Regions from separate parts of the Columba livia genome. Here region 2 is linked to region 1. The links are chromatin contacts, called in public Hi-C maps. All regions are on one chromosome and are shown on one strand. The core of a region is the stretch at or near the end of the contact, and the rest is flanking DNA. Distances in the headings are between cores, read along the strand shown.

Region 1 (7,828 bases), core at 1,924-4,423:
GGCACTCAAGCAATTCCACACAAGGCAGCAGTTCAGGAACAAGAACTGCTTCTGGTAAGGCAAAAGAGCAAGTGTTCTTTATTTTGCTACTTGGTACAGGTGGGCATGTAACAATGTACCTTATTTTTATTTCCTATGGAAGCAGGAGAGCATTGTGGTGCATGAAACTCCCCAGAGACCTATGGTGGGCATGGTACCACCAGTACTGGGTTTGTCTCCATCTACAAAGTGCATTAGTTTAAGGCTTTCCCCTTTGGTGTGCCCTACACATGCTCTTCTCTTTGTATGGAGCAGGTTGCCTAATCTGCAAGAATAGAATATTTTTTCAGGCCAGTCAGCTCAACAGTTGTTTGCTGTTCTACTTTATGTGAATATGTTTAAGTCACCTCATGAACCACCTTTAACCTTTTTAGAACTGGGGAGAGCCCAGTGGAAAGGATGTGGTAGAACTGACACTTTTTTTTTTTTCCTTTGCAGGCTTTGGGGGCACGAAACGAAGATGAAATCCGTGATGTTACTATATATGAGTGATTGAACTAAACCTTCTTGTGTGTTAGCACTTTGGGTTTTTTAGTAGTATGCTTCAGAAGTGGATATGAGAAGAGGTGTGAAGGACTAGGCAAAGAATTCCTCTCTTTCCCCAGGGAAGTGTAGACTCTTACTCTTGTTTAGGGTGTTACAGTTGCTGGAACATCCACTATTTTACAACAGAAGCTTCTCATAAGATCCAAAATAAACTCATCCGAGTTAAGAAGAACGAGGTTACAGTGCCTATATGTGTCTGTCTATGCTTGAGGGATTATGGCAATGGTAGCCTTTCTAGATTTTCAAAGCAAGTAGCTTACTCATGTTCTGGGCTCAGTTCCATTTAATCCAGAATTTCTGAGGTTTTGTTCTTTTTTTTTCTTGGTGGTTCAGCATCTAAAAGGCCTCGTGTGGAATCCACCTGATATTTAAGGGGTGCTGCTCATCAAAACTACTTTTGTTTGTCTGTGTAAAATTCATGTGAACGTTACTGTAAGTGCAATCGGCTACTCAGATGGATGTTGGGGTTTTTACTTAGTGGAAAAGAACAAAACAAGAGCGAGACTAACATTAATATAATGTTTGTATCTGTGCTATGTGACTATTGGAGCCAAAATTTGCAGATCTGAGGACGCTTTATGTTTTAGGATTTATGCAAGTGGCTGTGCAAACCTGGGGGATTTTTTGTATAAATTATGAAAAATAAAATAACCTGAAATGAGATAAGGTAATCCTTCTCTAATTGGACCTTTTCCTGGAAGACTGAAGTCATTTAAATTCAGGTGGCTATGGACACTTTGCCCTCATAACATCTCCAGACTTCTATTTTAATGGTGGATGTTAGGAATGCTCTGAAAACTTCTGATGTGAATGGTCTGTCCTGCTAGATGACCTGTCCAGGACACAGTAAACCAAAGGTGCTCATTGCAAAAGGGAAGGGGGCATTCTTAATCCAAAGCTGGTAGTATCTCTAGAATGTAGCAGGCCCTGGAACTAAGCAGAAAAGGAAATTTTTAATTTTAAATGGGACGGGGTGTCAATTTGGGATTGATATCTAATGGGATGTCAACTTTCCCAGATGTACGTTTTAAAAACAAAATATTGTCAAAGAGTGGGGAGCAGAGAGGCCTTGCTTTGTTTTGTGGTGATATTTTGGGGCTCTGAGAAGTGTCCCATAGTTCTTGTGTGATTTGCTGTGACCTGCGAGAGGCATTGTTGAAAAAACAGAAATGTCTCAGGATTGTGGGAGAGGAGAGAGGGGAAAGTGAAAAATGGGCTGGTTGACCACCAGCTTTTATCCAGAGGCCGTCCTAATACAGCTTAGAGGTGTGCGGGTGTGCACAGCTTTTCCGTGGTGTCAACAAGAAGTCAACAGAACCTACCAAAAAAAGTGTAGAACTTGAGCTGAAAATGTGAAAATCTTGATAAAATTGGTAGCTTGAGGATAAAGTAGTTGTTTGCTTCTCAGAACCACCTGAGGATTGGAGGGGGAAACACCTTCATTAATAGCCTGCTTGATCAACCTAGAAAGCAGAGAAATTACAAAGACTGTAACTGTTGGCCTGTTAAAAAGTCTTACCTTTTATGAGGAAAAGCATGTGATAAATCTTATATTTTTGACCCAACATAGCAAAATAATGTATTTTAAATGTGGAGTTTTTACTTATTTCGAAGTGTACTCAAGTTGAAACTTGTCAGAGTCAATACTTTCTTTACCAACTAATTACATAACAATGAAACTGGATTTTTGCTAACTGGGTGGTTCAAAGCTGAACTTTGCTCTCAAATTATAATGTGTTAAGAAATGTTTTGAACAATGTTTTAACTTGTATTTATCGTTTCTGCATGGAATGTGATTTGATGCATAAACCTGATGAATTACCGTAGTTTCGGAATCTCTTTGTAGGATATTTTTCCCCCTTCCCTTTGATAAAATAAAGAAATAAATGAATAACAAGTATTTTTGTCGTTAAAGCACCATCTTGAGGCCTGCAGGGATGGCACTCTGTTTTGCAAGTTTGGCAATGTCTCATCATCAACTTCCAAGGTGGTGTAATATCAGCCATTACCCCCAGATGCAGAGCTGGTAAGCTGTATATTTTATTTCAACAAAATAAAATGGTACTGGGAATAGTGTTATTTCCTGTATTGGATTTTCAATAACAAAATACTGAACCATGTAAGGAATTGAAGGATTTCTTGTAACTTGGAGTTTCACATCTGAGTCTGCAGAACAGCTCTATTATGGTGGTGAGTTCCTGGTTTACAAGGTCATTAGCTGAAACTTTCAAAAGAAGTTACAATCGCTGCTGCTGTTCCTGGTTGTGGATACAGCAAAACTCAGCCCTGCGACAGCAGCTGACAAATCTGCTACTTATAAAGCATCACTGCTGAACAGAGACATGGCCCACAGATGAGGCAGTTCAACTTCTCGGCAGTGTAATGCAGGGATAGATTGAGGCTTGCAAATTCTGGTATCAAAGTTTCCTTGATCAAAGATCAAGGATGTTGGTAAGGCTCCTGGAGGAAAATAACTTGTGGAGGGCAGCTTAGAGCTCATACTTGTGAGAGACCTTGAGCTTCCTTCCTGAACATCTGATCTGGAAGATCTGAGTCTTCCTTTTTGCTCCTGGACGGGGTTTTGGCAACATCTTCACAGCAACTTCATAGTTGCAAGGGATATGTAAATGTTTAAACTGTTAAATGCTGTTGTAGGGTAATTGCAATTCTACTTGGCACCACGGACTAGTTCTGCTTATACTCTGACATGGCTTACATCCTCACACAAAACTAAAGCTCATTGCAGGAATGAATCTCCTGTTTTTACAGCTGACTTCCCCTGAAGCATGTGATGAAAGAATAAAAGATGAACAGAGATAAGCTTTCTCTATGCCAGTCTGTCTTGTGACTCAGCTCCCAGGTCAGATCTTGGCTGGGTCTGTAGACTGTCATGCTATGAAGCTTGCTTTTTTCTCTGGGTGCAAGGTGTGTGTTAGACTTACTAGCCAGGTGAGATGGTATGTTTTGGTGTTTAGCATTGTGGAGTTTTTTAATATATATATTTTTTTTCTATCATCACTGCTTTATATCACTATGTTCTAAAAGGGAAATTAAGCCAGACAGCACCATTTCCAGAACTAGGAGTTGTTGCACAGAAAAATTGCCAGAATAAAGTAGCAAGCGATGCCTGCCTGCACAGTCATCTAAAAGCTGCAAATGCAGTATTTGTACGCAGACTGTCCACTTAGCATCAACTGCAAGTGTTGTATTTCTCCCTCTTTAGTAAAGCAAATTGATGTTAGTTTTTAATATTTTCAGAGTACCTATCAACCAGTAATTCTAGTACAGAAACAGCCCAGCTGCCTCCAAACTAAACTATATGAGCAAAGCCACCACCAAAAAAAAAAACCCTTCCCAAACCCCCTCCTGGAGATTCAGTCTGTACCAACAGACAGTACTATTCTCTCATTTTGTGTACTGAAATTTATTGTCAGATCCCTTGTTCTCCTTCCATACCTATTGGGGCTGTTCAGGGTTAAGTGCTGTCTGGAAGGGGCTCCAAATCCCTCAGCATATTCTGCTGAAATGTTCTTCTGCAGCTGATTCTCTTGCTTTCCCAATACTGTGTCCAACAACAGTGGTTTTCACTTTCAGACTTTTCCCTTTCTGTTGCAGCTGTGTTTTGCCACTGCTAATGAAAACAATCAGCAGACTCCTTTTGTGGCCTGTATTTCTTATCTCCCACTGTCTTATAGTTCTTTCTGTTCTTGCTGAGTGTCAATGTTTTCTTCAGTAAGGAAGTGACAAGCACTTGCAAAAAGTACATTGAGCTAGGAATGACTGGAGTAGATTGAGATGAAGTCAAGGGAGCAAACTGTCAGGCTGCAAATTGACCTCTTTGGGCTGGATGTCTGTGAAAGTAACTTTTTTCAATCTTTTGCCCAAGAAGCATTTTTGTCAAGGATGCAGTATTTGCAGCTGGGGACTGGAGCAGACTGGTGAACTGGCAGCATGGAGAAGACCTGAAAACGTCCTCTCCGTCCTACCTTAGCAATGACTAAGACTTGTGTAAGCAGGAAGCTGGCCTAGCATGTGCTCATTTAGCCGCTCTGCAGGCATGCCATTGCAAATCCTGCAGGTAGATGTATGTTCACAGTTATCAGCTGCTTCTGAAAATGCCACAAGGCTAGTGCCAAGCACAAGAAAGGGGACTTGATTCTGCACCTGTGTTTCTTTCCCACTGCAGTGTGTCTTGGAATGAGCTGAGAAGGCCAGAAATGGAAAGAGCAGTGAGCAAGCATGATAAAGGGCAGCAAGTTTACACATATACTAGCAAAGCCAGGGTTGCAGGTGGAGCCTTTGCCCCGCTATGTCTTTTCTGTTTGCTGTTCTCACACAGCAGCAGGAAATACTAGGTGGCTCTCAGTTGTATCAGCCTTTTTTACTGGGCTTGAAAGTTTCGTCCTGCATCCCTAAAGAAGTCCTAAGGGCAATTATTAGTGATACACAGTGACACCTTTTGCTCTCAGGACTGTCTCAGCCCAATTCAGTCTTGAAACTGTCCACTGTGAAGCTGTGTGGAGAAAAATCGCTGTCAGCTTAAAGACCAGGTTCTCTTGAATTATCACACAGAGAATTTTTGCTCATTTACTGGATTTGCCTTGACTTCCCTTGCCCTTGGGTTCCTGGTCCCTGCAAGTCATCTTCTGTAGGTCTCCTCTGTCCTTGTTATCAGCATGTGGGCATTTATTGAGGCAGCACTGGAATTTCCAGCAATCTTTTGCTGCTGATGAGTAATGGGAGTTATTAAATCTCCCAGTCAACTCCTGTAGTAATTTTCCTGTCATTTAGCAGCTGCAAATGCATCACATCTTCTTAAATGAGCAGAAGACAATTATGGGTGAGGGGAAAAAAGAGAAAATGAAAAAGCATCATGAATGTTGGAGGTGAAGCAAATAAAATAAAATGTTGTAGGTGAAGGAACTTTGCAGAGCTGACCTTCATCCTGGGAATACTTCACTGACATTGTTTTCCCAGGAGGAGGAGTACTTTATTGTTGCTGTGGATTTGAATAACACCACCAGTGTTTCTGTACCACTCCAGTGAGAGTGGGAGACTTAGAACTCTAACAGACTTGACATTCAGTAAAGTCAGACCTGTTTGAGGCTCTCTGTGGTTTGATACACAGCTTCCAAAGAATTGGTAACAGGAATGAGTGAAGTTACATCAGTGCAAAAGTTCATGTGGTTGTAAGCTTAGACAGAAACAAACTGATCTGCGCTGTTTCTGAAATTGAGGTCAAAATCAAAGTAGGCTGAAACATCTCAGAAATTTGTTTATGTCTTTGCTTTTGGGTCAAGGAGGTGCTATTCAACACAAATTGTCATCTGCTGCTGACACCTGCTGTCAGCAGTAAAGTGCTGTTTTTCTTATGTAGGCAAATTGCATGTCTTCATTGTGACTATAAGAAAGCCAGCCAGGCCCCCTGGGTCACAAGGCAGTGGGACTGGACTCTTGGCAAGCTTGGTCAGTTAATTCTACATGCTCTCCTTCATAACAGGTGGAAGGATTTATTTCCTTTTTAACAAGAAGCTGGGGATTAGGCTGTAACTAAGTGAATGTGTATAAAACTGAAACAGCACAAATGTAAGCAATGAGAGGAAGACCACATTTGAATCAAGTAATCCAGTTGTACCTGAGATATTAATACATTCCCTTTGAATCAGCTGATCCAGCTGTTAAAGAAAAATTAGGGTTTGGACAGATACTTCTACATTGCAAAGCTGCTTTGGGCATAATGGAGAAACAGAACTTTCTGCAGCAGCTGAGGGAGAAACACAACACAAACCATCTCCGACAGCATTCATCTGGGGAGAGCAAGGAGTCCCAGACAGGAGCCAGTGAGCGTTTCTAGCCTGATCGTGCTACTGAGGCATCTGTTCCTCTCCAGTCTTTGTTTGCTCATGCACCTGAGAGGCCTCATGAAGCAATGAGTGCTACCACTTAGCCTCAGCTTGGCAGACCTCCAAGCCAAGAGGCTGTGGGTGCAGGAACATTGTATTTGACCTTTGGACAGCATGGCAGGAGAGGCCCAGCTGAGCTGCAGGAATGTTTCCTGCCCTGGAATGACAAATGAAGGAAGGATAAGGAATGGTCAGCAACAGAGACCTTTGAAAATAGATGTAGGATGCTCTGGTGAAGCCAGCTGACATACTGGAGGGTGTTCTTGTGCACTGTGGTTGCAGCACTCTAAAGGAGCTGCATACCCCAGCCTGCATGTGGCTTCTGAAGACAGTGCGTGCATTCAGCTGCTGTGTCCAGCAGTCCTGACTCTTCTCTTCCTCTCTTCCCAAATGTATGGCCTAACTACACATTTTCACAATCTTGCCAGCTAAGACACACATGCACCTCAAAATACAAGCCCTCTGGTTTATGAAACTCCTTACTGCAGCATGTTTAAAAGGCCAGAAACAAACATGAGATGGAAAGGATTAGGCAATTTTTCAGAAAGTCAACACATTAGTGATTGAGCCATTGTTTGATTTCTGGGTCAAAAATCCCCAGATCTTTAATTCCAGAAGCAGAAGGGTTAATGGTGCCCATCAGTCAGGGTACTGGAGTAGGCAGAGCTTTCCTTGGGGGCAGAATGACAGCTCCTACATCCTTACCTATGAGGACCAGTCCCCTGGCACAGCCTCCTAGTACAGAAAGGTAATGCTAGCTGAAAAGCACTTTTCCCAATACAGTGTACTCCAATTCTGCAAACAGCGTACCTGTAATTGCACTAGTGCTTTTGCTGGTACAGGTGAAAGGAGAGAAGATCATGGGTATTTTGTATTCCTGTCCCAATAGATGTTCTTGGCAGAACATTTAAATGTAGACCAAACTTCATAATAAAGTTACAATAGTTGCCACCCCCTTATTCAGCATCGCTGTTAGAGCAATGATTTGAACACACAGTTGCCCTTATTGCATTCAAGCCTTTGTGCCTTCACACTTTGCAGACAAGACTGCTAAACAAGTTAATTTTTCAAAGATCTGGACGAGGGCAGGTAACATTATTGCCTGTCTTCTTGGAAAGTTTGTGCACAAGACATTAATGTCAAGATTTAGATGATGAAATGAAATCCACGTTATTCTATCTCAAAGAGTGGCTTGATTTCCCACTGAAATCAGGAGAAAAGGTAGAGTCAACATTTTTACTGAACAAAAAGCCAGTTATTAAATACTTCATTTGTTTTTCAAGAGATGGAGCTGTAGTCTGTGCTACATTGCAGTGGCCACATAATGTCTAGATCTACAG
Region 2 (7,828 bases), core at 3,496-5,995, 43 kb after region 1:
TCCCTTCCATCTCCTGGCTCAACTGGCTCATCTGTTTAGGTTTTAACTTGTTTCAGTAAAATTATCCACCCTGAAGTGTACTGAAAAGCCAGCAACCTCACCAGCAGTGCTGCAGCCACAGCGGTCTGATCGCTTCCTAAAGCAGCACTGTTCAAACCCAGCTATGAAACAATATGCAGGCACTGAAGCTCAGGAAGCACTGCCTTGAAGAAAACAACTAGTCTTCTGGTTGGTGGCATCTCTTTCCTAAATACAGGAAACTGACAGTGTGCCCCCCATGCATGCCTGCATCATGCAAATACAAGTATGTAGCAGTCCGGACTATGAGGATTAACCTCAATTCATCATTAAAAGACAAAACTAACACAGGCTGTGGTGCAGCCAAAACCCCAGTGCTCTTCATATATTCACAAGCAGACAATCTTTAGCTTGGAAAACCAATTCAACACCGATTCTAAAAGCCAGCAGGCTTTGCCCTGCTAGCTTCAGGTTTTCTGATGTGTTTGGCAATGCTTAAACTAAAATTGAGAGCTATCAGTCATTCTTTTCCATGCTTTCCAGAAGTCTGGCTTTAGAAGGAGTCATGAGGAAGCAGCTGAAGACAAACCTCCAAGGAGTAAGGATAAAAATGTAGTTCTATCAAAGCTAACTGCCACTTCACTCTTCTTCCAAAATGAAAAACAAAAAACAAACCTGCTTGTTACCAGAAATCTCTCAGGCCAAAACCTGCCACATAGACCATCTACATGTCCTCCAGTCAGATTGAACACCGACCGCAGAAACAAAATTTGGTCGGAAATTTGGCATGTAGACTATCCTTGCTGTGCCTTTGGACAGCTAAATCAGAAACAGCAGCAAGTATTTCTGGATGAAGGAAAGCCCATGTTTTCCACACTTACCAGGTCTCTAAGCTGATGACTGCCTTTACCAAACACTAATCATCTATCAGAGAGCAAAGTGCCACAGTAAAGTGGGTTATGATCTGGCAAATATATCTATTAAAAAAAACAGTAGTTTTCTAGCATTCAAGAAAGCAGCGTCTGCACTTCAGTTGTGCAGTCTTAGTACAGTGCTTGCACTTCCTTCTCTTGAGTACTTTTATCTTCCCAAAAAGATGACCTGCAGCTGTGCATAGATATCAAAGTGATGAAAAAAATCAAAATATGACTTCTTTGTTGGATGTGTGCACAACATCAGCCCTGGCTTCAGAGTCATTGCTCTGCTGAAACACTGAGATGGGCCTGAGGTATCTGAGCTACTAACAGGAACATGGCAGATCCAAATAGCTTCAGGAGAATGCTTTCTCAAAGTCTTGGTTCAGTTATACAACACTGGTTATCCTCCTGAGCTCCACCTTTGTCAGTAGGCTGGCAGAACTAAAAAAGTGCAAACTTCTTTGGATGATACTGGTATAAACTTATTTATAGAACTATTTCCTACTTCCCTTCATTCAGATGTTAAGGAAGTTGGGTGACGCAGTTGTACAGTTTATTTGCAAGATTTCAGTATGCACTACTCAGAAATGCAACAGCATTAACACAATGAACCCCTCCCAAGTAAATACAAACCATATTTTAACACAAATGCCCAAACCAAAAGAATCCTAACCCCAGAACTGCAGCAGAAATACTCTCCCACATGCACAGGATGTTCTGTCCTCCCAAACCCATCATCCCCAAACACAGCACCACAGAGTACCTACACAGTTTTCCTTTATAATCCCTGGAGTGTCAAAACACCAGCGAGCATCCTTCACTTCATTGTGTGTGAACTCTTCCCTTTCCTCATGCTTCCGAGGGGAATCTCTGGGATCTTCATCTATGCTGTACGAGAGCATGTCAGGGTCAAAGTCAATCACCGAGCTAGACTTCAGCTGTTGAAATGTTCTTCCAACTCTTCCTGGATTAAAATGAAACATTTTCAGTGATTAATTTAATAACTTGCCTCTCCTTCATTGGACATCTGTCCCTTCCCTTGCTTAAAAGAGACACGCATTGGTAATGTAAAGGTAACAAAGATGCTATGTGGCTACAAAGTTTCATGATTCAAAAGCTAAAATGCTAAGAAATCCTTTCTATAATTCTTGCTTAGCACTCCTCAAGCTCCAAAACCTTAGCAAGGATCAGATTACAGGCACCCCGTTATTCCCACTTTACAGTAAAGCAAGCTGCCTTCTGTTTTCAGTGCCTTGGACTGTCAAACACAGAATTGTTGGAAAAATCAGAGCTATCTTCTGACAACTCCATTTTTTGGATATATGGTAAAATGATGCAAACCACTGTGGCTTGCAGCTAAAACCCAGTACTTTAATAGTAAAACTCATTTTCTTCCTTCAGGAGTGAGAGACGGTGTCTAATGCAACATCATTTTAAATTATTAAGCTATCTGAAGTAGGTCACCAAATACTGATGGGAGGTGCACTGTACAGAGAAAACCTCTGCAATGGTACTACAACAGCTGAAAAATAAGTACTGAAAAGAAATACTAATGATGCTACTGACAGAGGAGCTAGAGGTCTTGCACCCATTACTCAAGGAATAAAAACTGATCAAAATAGCTTGAATGCAAGTTTGGAAATTTTTTATTGCTACTACAGTTCCTCTCATAATTAAATGGAAATGAGTTCTTTCAGAGTTGGAAGAAACGACTCACCAAAACCCTCTGGATTCTACAGCAAATTAAGGAGTTAACAGTCCTTCGTGTAATGCAATATTTTCATCAGGGCAGAGAGGCAACGCCTTTACACAAGCAATACTCACCCACTAAATAACCTTGCTTTTTAAGGTGCTTAAGGTACTTCTTTTCTCCACTGCTTAACTCATCTTCTGTTTTTGTTGCCTCCTCTTTCAGCCTCTCCTGCCTTCGGAATATCCTGTCACATGTAGGATTAATAATTGGAAATTTCAACAGGTTCAGTGTTGTTCCTGGAAAAAAAAAAATCAGAAGACTTGTTTGAGGAGGACATTTGTTTGCCTGGCACATTTAAGCTCTAAGGAAAAAAAAAATGCTTCTCCAACTTTTGGGTGAAACCCAGTAAAACAAAGCTGGAGGGGGAACTACAGCTGCTGTCATAAAGTACTACCATCCCCAGGCGCAGTAGTGGAAATGAGGCATCCATCCACCTGAGACCTGCTCTCACCTACAGTTTGATGAAATGGGTGTCAAAGCCAAGTGGTGCCAAGACTGACTTAATACACCTCAGGCAACCCCACCTTCAGGCAGCTTGGTTTGTCCTATGATCTTTTTATGGGTGCTCACTGTTCCACCTCCTGTTTTCTCTAGACTGGAGGGCACCACAGATTGGGTACCACCTAGCTCTGGTTTACCAGCCCCCTCACTGCTACAAGCTGCGCAGCACCCTCTGTGTGTACCTCTCACCCTTGCTGGCCGGAGGAAGGTGGCGATGCAAAGCACAGTGCAGCACTGGAGCTCGCTGCCCACAACAGCGGCTTCAGGGTGGCAGGCACCCGCTGAGTGACACATCCCCCTGCCCCAGGGGTGGCTTTGCAGGAGGCTTGGGGCTAGCTGGCCTCTGACTGCCCAACACCGCACGTGACCCCTGCTGTGACGAGAAGAGTGGTGCCCCTGACCTGGCCAGGGTGACACAGTGGCCCTGTCGACAGCGTCGGTGGCGCGGGACTTGCAGTAGTCGGAGCGCAGCAGGGCATTGAAGAGTGTTGACTTGCCCGAGTTGGTGGCACCCAGCAGGTAGACATCACCTGCACACTTCCAGGAACGCTGCAGCCGGCTAATCAGGCCCTCCATGCCAAAGCCCGTCTTGGCGCTCACCAGGCGGACATCCACCACCGGGGCTCCGTGCAGCCCGGCCTCGGCACAGGCTGCTGCCACTCGCTGCCGCAGCCGCCCCAGGTGCCCGGGGGAGTCAGCGGGTAGCAGGTCCACCTTGTTGCCCACCACCAGCAGCCCGCCGGCGGGGACATCGGGGCCCAGCAGCGCCGGCAGCTGCGGCAGCACCGGGTCGGGCAGTTCCAGCACGTCGAGCAGGTAGAGGAGGAGCGGCCCGCGGCCGTGGCGGGGGGGGCGGCGCAGGGCGGCGCTCACCACCTCGCGGTGCTGTTCGGGCGGCAGCCGCAGCCGCAGGGCCCGGCCGTAGTGGGCCAGCAGCCAGCAGCGCTGGCAGACGGCGCCTCGCAGCCCCGCCACGCCGGCCGGGCCCTCCGACAGAGTCCGGTACTTCTCCGCCGGCACGAAGCCCGGCGCCGCGCCGTCGCGGCAGTGCAGCTCAGCCCCGCAGCCTGAGCAGCTCACGCCGCTCGGCGGCAGCGAGGGGTCGGGCGTCCCCACCACCGAGCGCCGCTCCCGCCGCTTCTTGCCCGGCTCCCGCTCTCGGCGGGCCGCCGCCGCCGCTGTTGCTGCTGCTGCCGCCGCCGCCGCCGCCTCGCCCGGCTCCGGCTCGTACTCGAGGAAGACGAACTGCTCCTCCTCACCGCTGGCTGCCGCCTCGCGCCGCCGCACCGGGACCCAGGGCCGGGCGCGGGCCAGCCGGGCCAGCAGCGCCGGGGCCAGGCGGAGCATGGCGGCGCCGGCACTTCCGCGGCCACGCGAGGGGACGGGACTTAGCCGCCGCGCATGCGCGGTCCCGCTCCCGCTGCCTCCTGGGAGGTGGCGCACGTAGCGTGAGCAGGCGCCACTCCGCCGCTTTGCAGCCGCTCGGTGCTGAGCTTCGCCGCCCTCCTCGCCCCGCTCTCGGCCGCCGCCGTCCGCGGCCTTTCCCACCGCCATCATGTACGACGCAGACGAAGGTGAGTACGCCGCGGCTACGGGCCTTGCCCGCCGGGGCGTTTTCCCGTCTCAGCCCGGTGAGGGGGGGCGGGGGAGCCGTTGGACGTGCGCAGGGCCCGCGGAAGGCGGGGTTGGGGATGGGGGGTTCCGGGCGCCGTGCTGGCGTGCCAGAGGGTCCCTCATCCCGCCGTGTGGCGGCCCCGCCTCAGCAGGCGAGGGGGACAGTGGGGTGACTGGAGCCCGGCTCACTCCTTGTGCTTCCCCGGCAGACATGCAGTATGATGAAGATGATGATGAAATCACCCCCGACTTGTGGCAAGAAGCCTGCTGGATCGTTATTAGGTGACTTATTAAAACTCACTGTTTTTAATGCATTAGCATGTGTGCTCCTGGCCTTACAGGTGACATGCGGATTGCTTGCTGTATGTCAAGGAAGCTGCAGGCTTGGTTATGCTAAATTGGGTGTTATAGCATGTTCAGAGCATAAGGGCTTTAAGCAGAAACAGCAGGATTGTCATTAAGATATAAGAAGCCCTACTGACCCCCAGTGGGGTGCACTGTTTTAAATGAAGAAGAGAGTTTGGTGCCGCATCAAGCACATGATTGGGCCTATTACTGTCACAGCTGATGGTGGCATTAGGAAATCAAAACTTAGCTATTTCACTGTGTTAATGGCAAGACATGTTAATAGCAAGACATGAACATCCAGCACCTGCAGCTTCTTACCAAGGTATAAGTGTCATGTTTCCCTTCTAATTTAAGGTAGACTGTGCAAACACTCGTGGCTTAGCCAAGAGGTGGCAGCAAGTCTGTCGCTTTGTAGTGTCTGTGTCTTCAAGTAGTGAGAGAATCATTAAACATTTTTGAGCATCTGTGTTTGAAACTCATGCCTTGGGAAAAATGAATGTATTTGCTTCTGTACTGTATTTTGTGACTTTTTGAAGTTTTGAAATAAATCATAGAATCATTTTGCTTGGAAAAGACCATTAAGATCATCAAGTCCAACCATAACCTAACTCTAGCACTAAACCATATCCCTAATACATCTTAAGCTTGTCGATGTATGAAGTATATGAATTAAACTAAGTTCTCTTGTTCATTAATGCACTGTTTTTTTCAGCTCCTATTTTGATGAAAAGGGTCTAGTCAGGCAACAGTTGGATTCTTTCGATGAGTTTATTCAGATGTCTGTGCAGAGAATTGTTGAAGATGCTCCACCAATTGATTTACAAGCTGAAGCCCAGCATGCCACAGGAGAAGTGGAAGAGCCGGTAAGGGTAGATCCCTGGCAGAGGTGATTTGTTTCTATAATGCAAAATGATTTTCGGTGGGTTTTATTCAACCCTCATCTGAAGAGGTGGAAATACATCTGAGTTATGACACTGCTCATGCAGTCAGTAGGACAGAAGCATGGACTCTATGGATTCTATGAGGTACCATGGCCGAGTTTCGAGGTAGTCAGGTGTACTGCTGAGAAACACACACAAGAGCTTTGTTATCATAGAATAGTTTGGGTTGGAAGGGACCTTCACAGCTCATCTAATCCAACCCCCTGCAATGAGCAGGGACATCTTCACCCAGATCAGGTTGTTCAGAGTCCTGTCCAGCCTGGCCTGGGATGTCTCCAGGGACAGGGCATCTGCCACCTCTCCAGGCAATCTGGGCCAGTGTTTCACCACTCTCATTGTAAAAAATGTCTTACTCATGTCTTAACCTGGATCTCCTATCTTTTAGTTAATATCATTACCCATTGTCCTATCGCAACAGGCCCTGCTAAAAAGTCTGTTCCCACCTTTCTTATAGGCCCCCTTTAAGTACTGAAAGGCCACAATAAGGTCTCTCCCGAACCTTCTCTTCTCCAGACTGAACAACCCCAACTCTCTCAGCCTGTCCTCGTAGGAGAGGTGTTCCAGCCCCCTGATCATCTTGGTGGCCTTAGGCAGAAAAGTTTATGGCTCAAAAGTTCTTTGTTAACTTTCTTTGGCCAAAATTAGGTCTAAGTTTTCAAAGGGTGCCATTGCTCATCATCTTCCATTGACACCATGTTCTAAATGAGAGCCAATTATCTAAGGTTCACGCTGCGTGAAAGTTCTTCAGTGTTTTCTTTTAATGTAGTCATCTGAAAAGGGATTGTCACCTCAAGGTGAGGACATGTGGCAGCATTGGGTATTAAGCTCTAGGATTGCTCTTGAACAACCAAAGTGGGTGTTTCTACCATTACAGGTAAATGTCTTCTTGTTTTCCAGCCCCGGTATCTGTTGAAGTTTGAACAAATCTACCTCTCCAAACCTACACATTGGGAAAGAGATGGAGCACCATCACCTATGATGCCCAATGAAGCCAGACTGAGAAACCTTACGTAAGAACAAACTCTGTAGTGGATAAACACAAGGAAGGACTGGCCCTGTGTTATTAATTGATAGTCTTTTTCAATTTAGCAGTGGCTTGAAAATATAATAGTTACTGCTCTATTCAAATTTTGATTTTTACTTGTCAAATCCACATGTGCTTTAATATTACCAGTGAGTGCTCAAACAACTGGTTCATTATCCTTCTGTACAACCTGGAGTAGTAACTGACAGGTAACACAATGCTGTTTTTATTCTGTAGGTATTCAGCCCCCTTGTATGTGGATATAACTAAAACAGTTATTAAAGAAGGGGAGGATCAGTTACAGACACAGCATCAGAAAACTTTTATAGGAAAAATTCCTATTATGTTACGTTCAACATACTGTTTGCTGAATGGCTTAACTGACCGTGATCTTTGTGAACTGAATGAATGCCCACTTGATCCTGGTGGCTACTTTATCATCAATGGATCAGAAAAGGTAAGGGGTTATACCTTGCACAGCCATCTTTACAAACACTGGAAGTTCTGTTACTTGTATCCACGTGCTTTGCCATGAACATAAGCACTTTTATTCCCATGTATCACAGTTACTGTGCGTGCTCGTGATCTTGTAGAAAGATAGGCTTTCAGTTTTCTGTTAGGACTTCATAGAGTCACCGTTTCTTCTTCTCTGAGGCACATTTCCCTTCTTTACTTTCATAAATTGTTTTGCATTAAATGCCATTAAGTACTC

The links. A called contact is a pair of places that touch in the nucleus more often than the background predicts.
Region 2: a Hi-C map of crop shows a contact between it and region 1, with 2.7 times the contacts expected there. The contact joins the promoter of NOA1 here to the enhancer-like site in region 1. A contact is called at or near these places in 2 of 2 Hi-C or Micro-C datasets (crop and liver).

What each region holds. Positions count from the first base shown.
Region 1 is chr4:47,907,423-47,915,250 of bColLiv1.pat.W.v2, forward strand. It overlaps SARAF (store-operated calcium entry associated regulatory factor), which reads left to right. Exons shown (of 6, transcript XM_065061547.1): 5 at 1-54; 6 at 478-2,482. The coding sequence ends at 503. Among named protein-coding and RNA genes, the nearest start is that of LEPROTL1, 10 kb to the left of the region's middle. Within about 2 kb of position 3,174, at least 1 of the 3 cell types and tissues checked has an H3K27ac peak away from gene starts, as active enhancers do.
Region 2 is chr4:47,948,510-47,956,337 of bColLiv1.pat.W.v2, forward strand. NOA1 (nitric oxide associated 1) reads right to left here and starts at 4,746. Exons shown (of 7, transcript XM_005510980.3): 1 at 3,591-4,746; 2 at 2,760-2,924; 3 at 1,703-1,899. The coding sequence starts at 4,746. POLR2B (RNA polymerase II subunit B) reads left to right here and starts at 4,614. Exons shown (of 25, transcript XM_065061503.1): 1 at 4,614-4,763; 2 at 5,013-5,085; 3 at 5,864-6,014; 4 at 6,990-7,102; 5 at 7,354-7,573. The coding sequence starts at 4,745.